Regions from separate parts of the Cyprinus carpio genome. Here region 1 is linked to region 2. A link is a contact called in public Hi-C data. All regions are on one chromosome and are shown on one strand. Each heading gives the region's core, a stretch centred on a gene start, on an enhancer-like site or on the middle of the called end of the contact. The rest is flanking DNA. Distances are from core to core; before and after follow the strand shown.

What was found. Hi-C and Micro-C count contacts between places; a contact is called where the count stands out from the background.
Region 1: a Hi-C map of skeletal muscle shows a contact between it and region 2, with 2.3 times the contacts expected there. The contact joins the promoter of wsb1 here to the enhancer-like site in region 2. A contact is called at or near these places in 2 of 8 Hi-C or Micro-C datasets (both in skeletal muscle).

The regions. Positions count from the first base shown.
Region 1 is chrA15:18,741,988-18,744,755 of ASM1834038v1, reverse strand. wsb1 (WD repeat and SOCS box-containing protein 1) reads left to right here and starts at 1,254. Exons shown (of 9, transcript XM_042771355.1): 1 at 1,254-1,642. The coding sequence starts at 1,603.
Region 2 is chrA15:18,705,654-18,708,561 of ASM1834038v1, reverse strand. LOC109103100 (kinase suppressor of Ras 1-like) reads left to right here. Exons shown (of 20, transcript XM_042771353.1): 2 at 978-1,118. Among protein-coding and RNA genes, the nearest start is that of LOC109103100, 17 kb to the left of the region's middle. Within about 2 kb of position 1,446, at least 1 of the 8 cell types and tissues checked has an H3K27ac peak or open chromatin away from gene starts, as enhancers often do. A contact at or near this core is called in skeletal muscle, where this site is marked.

The sequences.
Region 1 (2,768 bases), core at 5-2,504, 36 kb before region 2:
ACAGAACTGTAAGATCGCATTCATCATACATTATCAGTTTTATCTGAACTCTGCTAACAGAATGTTCTGGCACTTGTATGTTTTATCGTTGATATAAATTAAACCATAACATCCATTAGCAGAAGAAAAAAATATTTTAAAGTACTAAGCATTGTATAACTGGAAAAAAGGCACTCGAGGCTGTGCTATTTGTGAATATAGTCTGTCTATTATGTATCTGTAATCTGTTATGAAAATGATATGAATTGAAAGAACAAAGATTTTGTAAGAGCAAAACCTAGTTGAGAGAAATGACGCATACAGCACAGGGCATACGTCCCCCCCAACCCCATTCCTTGTTACTGAACAGAATACCAATCATTCTTCAGAACCATTCCAAAAGATTTGCTGTGTGCTTTTGGGTCTTTTTTCGCAGCAGGTTTGACAGGAACCACCTGCTTTTGTCTCCATCTTTTGCCTTTGGTAGCAACTCTTATTAATTTTTCTGCCAGAGGTTTTTCATGCTTCTTTTGCTTTTATCTTTGAATTTTTTGATAATTTTTTTTTTATTTTTTTTAAATCACCCATTTAGTTTGAAAGGGTCATCACAGTTGTAGAAAAGTATTAACTTTCTCCAGGTTTACCACTTTTCGTTGTCGTCATGTCAGTATGAATTAACAATTTTGCATTTTTATAATATAATAAGATAATGTACATGTATAAATGTATTATAATAAAAACAGTCCTATTTATCTGCAACTAATAAAATTAACATAGACATGTTCTCATAACATATATTCTGAATAACAGTTATTAAAATAACCCTGAATACATATACATTTTCATTTTTACTTTACAGAGACTCTTCATGGGGAGTTTCTGAACTACAAATCGTTGATATTTAACATTGCAACAAAACTTTCTTTGTTCTCTAAGTGCTTCAGCGGGATTTATCACGACATGAACCATTAACAGGCACAACAGACCAAAAATAAAACGAAATCATTTTTACATTAAATTCCTGACACCTTTCAAGCAATTCCTTTACCGATTTAGTGATTTTAATGCTCTTTTAGAGAGAAGCATTTAAATTACAGCACTGGATTAATTTAGCGCTTCTTCGTCTCGCTCCTTTTCAGCACGTTCCATTCATATTCTCGAGTAGACAGCCAATCAGAGGCCACGAGTAAACGGATTTCCGCGAATCAGAAATCGATGATCCTCCGTCGCCATGGCAACCGTTCTGACGTCGCTAGAGTATCCCGCCCATCAGTGTGTGTGTTCGAATCATTAGGAGGCACGCAGCCATTACAATACGCTACATTCAAACCGAGCGCAACGCTGTTTAAGAAGCTAGACTATTACTGGCTCAGTTTCTTTCTTTAAATATCAATTTAATATACTCATTTTGCACTTTAAAGATAATACTTTCGGCTAACAGTCGTATATGTAACTATAGTCAGGCGTTGCGTCGACGTGAGACGCTCCGCATTCCCAGGCATTTGACTCACCGGAGACACGCGCCATAACATACAGCCTTTTCCGTTTGTTCGGCGCATTCATCTCAACGCCTGTATTTCGTTACCAAGAAGATTCAGATTTAAGAGACTCGCTTCGATTTAGATGGCAAGCTTCCCAGATTTTGTCAACGAAAATGAAATAGGTGAGTTTCACCTTTTCTCGTAACTGTTTTCAATGCGGACAGGGTCTTGTTGTTTAACCGTTAACGTTAGTTCCTTTTTTAACGTGTGTGTTGTCCTGTATAATTAGTGTTTACATTTGTGTAGCTATGAATAAGCGACTGAAGTTACTCATAAATCCAGTGTTTGTGTGGTTTCTCTATATCAGCCATATTAAGACACAATTGTCGCTAAGACGCAGATTGAACCCAAACAACTGCGAACGACCGTTAAAATATTGACAGTTATTTGAATATTTCATAGTTCTTGTTAGTTCTTTAATTATCACACCCTCCCCCACCCGCAGCAGCGGTTTCTCCAGCCCCCTGTGAGTGACTCACCATGTCAGCTACACGTTGCGCAGTTATGCTTTGTGTTAATTATATCAACTTTAACAATTTTTTTTTTTGTTTACAAAATTGTAATGTCCAGGACGTGTTCATATAGTGACTATTATCTATTCAGTTACGAGATATTACCTGCTACTAGTCTGTATCCTCTTAGTATCTATTCCATTGTTTCTGGTAACGAATTAGTGGGGTTTCTTTTTGTCACTCAATTCTACATACATATAATTTTTACTATAAAGTGTTACACATTCCAATTGTTACATATTCACTATACTAGTAATGAATGGTTACTAGTGAGATTTAACTTACTATTTACCATAAAAAGTGCTAGAAAAACAAAATAGATTATCCACAACATAAAAGTTGTATTTGTCTAAAAAAGTATAATTAGAAATAAATTAATTTAAAAGATGGTTCACCCCCAAAATAACATTGTCATCATTTGCATTGACTTTCTTTTCTCAGTGGAACATAAAAGAAGATATTTTGAGAAATGTCTGAGGTATTTTTGTCCATACTATGGTAGTCAATTTTCTTTAAAAAATAAATTGTGTTCGGCAAGGAAAACAGTCTTGCAGGTTTGGAACAACATGTTGGCGAGTAAAACGATCATCATTTTTGGCTGAATTATCCATTTTCGTTTTTTATCAAACAGGTTTTTAATTTGCGAAAGTAGATGGACATACAGTTACAGTAATTTAACTTAATGAAGGCTATAAAGTCATACATGCACGTTTGCTGTTAAACAGTTACAAAAAGT
Region 2 (2,908 bases), core at 197-2,696:
TGCAGCTGTGGTTGTCTCCGAGGTGTTTGAACATGTATCTATAGAGGCAGGTGTGTGGTGGTTTCTGTTAACCTGTGGACCGCAGTGTTTCGCTGCTCCATGATGTCACATGGGACTCTGGCTGCAGCCCCCAAGTGTGTTCCAGCCAGGGTTGCCATAGTGGCGGAAAAGACGCCCCTGTGAGAAAGAGTCCAGACTCCCTTGCCATGATAACCAGTGTCTATTTATAGACAGCACTGTTTATTGCAGTGGGAGCGTTACGGCAACAAAGGGAAGGCGCTTCTGAAACATCTTTGTCCTGTGGGCATTGTACGTTAATGGCTTTATATTTTTAACCCAATGTCAGTCTAGTGATGGTAAGAAAATTACAGATTGATGCACTGGCTGGTACTTGCACTGAAAAAGAGAGTGTGGTGTGTTTGTGTACAGTGATTGTTTACACTGTATTCGGTTGTTGTACTGACACCACACACACATACAACACACAATTTCATCGCCCACCGTTTAAAATGAAGTCACACATGGGGATTTCCTTTGCTCTGTTCTCACTTTGCATTCTGTGTGCAACACTTGCTTGCAGACACGAAGGTTTAGAGAAAAATGCTTCTGCTGAATTATCAACATGCTCATCCCTCATTGGTGTACTGATTTCAAACTTCTGTGGCATCTGACTAGGGACTTTGAAACAGCACTTTTTCTCTGAAGTGCTCTGAAATATATGCCATGAAATTTGATTTTTTTTTTCGCCTTATTCGTGTCTGATGTCATCCTGTTTTTTCTCAAATGATCTTAATCTACAAAGAGCTTCATGCTAAATTAATAAGAGGTTAATTTCTCTTCTTTAGAAGGTATAACATCTAATTGGAGGAAAAAATGGTGTTAATTTAAAATGCAAACAGATGACAGTGAGTTGTCTCTTAAAGCTGTTGTTACACCAGCCTAATAAGTCTGTGTATGTGTGTGATCGCCATCTACAGGTGAAGCTGGTGAAGTACATTAGTAAACAGTTAGAGTGGAAGCAGAGTGTTCCAGAGAGTGACAGACCGCTGGCGCTGGACTCATACCCACAACTCACAGACTGGCTCTACACCATCAACCTCCGGCCAGAGCTCATAGAGGTACCAATATGTGTTTGTACGGAATGTATTTTTTTTCTTAGTCCCTTTATTGACTTGAGGAATTATAAAGTTGACCCTATTTCCCTTCTTCATGACCTTTATTCAGTTAATGGGCCATTTTTGGGTATTAGATTTTTTTTATTATTATTATTTTCTATTTTACTGTATTTTATTTTCCTCTTTATTTTATATTCACTCATTACAAATGTAGCATAAATATAAATAAAAAACACATGCATACATAAATAAATGACATGAAAAATTAACATGTAAAATATTATTATAAGGCCCTTCTGTATTCTTATTGCTTAAATAAGGACATTTAAAGGAACATTTAAAGCATGAAAGTACAGTTCGATCACTTCTTCATATTAAAAACAGGCTTCTTAAACTGTAGCTTCTACTTAATGAATGTCTGTTTAAAAAATGAATGTTATTGGAGGATTTGGACAGGAGTGGGAAGATGTTTTGCTTGCTTGCTGCTGTGAGTCTCTGTGGTGTTTCAGTCCTCTGTGGATTCACACACCTGATCCTACTCCAAAGCTCAGAATGTGCAGCATCAGCCACTGTGTCGAAAACTTTCCCGTTAGTCTATTTTTAGACTCCTAAAGCAGTCTGTCTTTCTCGCTTTCTCTGCCCACCACCCCATACTGTCATATACACAAAGCTGACCAGAACAGCACGGCATTCATGACTGCCTGGCAAATGCACAGACTTGTTTGTCCTCATTAGACACGGAAACAGACAGCACAGGGAAATAAACAACGCATGCAAGACTGAGAAACAAAACTAGACACAGAAACAATTTACCCCAGTGGGGACAGGAGGGGTCACTTTGTGGCATGCCTCTGATTGGCTGACTGCATCACTTCGGTTACTGCAGTAGGACAGCATGAAGTTTGTGTGTTTTTTATTATGTCTCCTCCAGTTTTCCTCTCTCTCTGTTGTCCCAAAATACTTGCCTTGTCATTGTATATTCACAAAAGACCATCTCTGTCTGTCTGCGTCAGCCTGTGGCCTGGTTTTGCTTCAGGACCCAGATTTTTCATTTGATATTAGTGATGACCCAATGCATTACCAAAATTGTACAAATGTAAAACAAAAATGTCTTTAAAAGCAAATTAAAATGTTGATATTAATTATTTAAAAAGTTGAATTTAAAAAGTTAATGAAAAATAAAATAATTAACGATATAAAGCATATTGTGGTCATCGTGTAGTCTGGATAATATTTTTTTTTACTTTGTCTATTTTTTACTGTTACGTATGTGTTGTAGGTTGATGTATGATAACCCTAATTATTTTACATGTTTTATTTTTACTTATTTTATTTCTTACTTTCATTTCGCATTGTTTATACCTATAACATGAAACCCAATTTTGAGTCGTGACCCACCGCTTGACAATCCCTGCCCTAACTCAATAAGTTTAAATGTATCACACCAGTCTGCTATAGTGTGATTCACAGAGCAGGAATGCATGCATGTGGCAGGACACACACGTGGGCAGCCGGCCCCTCTTGGAGAGGACAGCAGGGATTCCAGTTGCCCCAGTGTATCACAGTATAATGGGATAGTGCTTTCTCAGAAAAAGCAAAGGAATGCTATTTCTCCTGTGGGCAGACAAGATGGGACTGGGGCCAGTGTGAATGTATTTGCATGATTAGACAGTTTAGGAAAGATATTTTGCATACGTGTGACTCGTGGTATCTGGTGCATCTACAGAACTACAAGGAGACACCTCTTCTTATTGCTACTGCTTTGTGTGTATTTGTTTACATTACAGTTACTA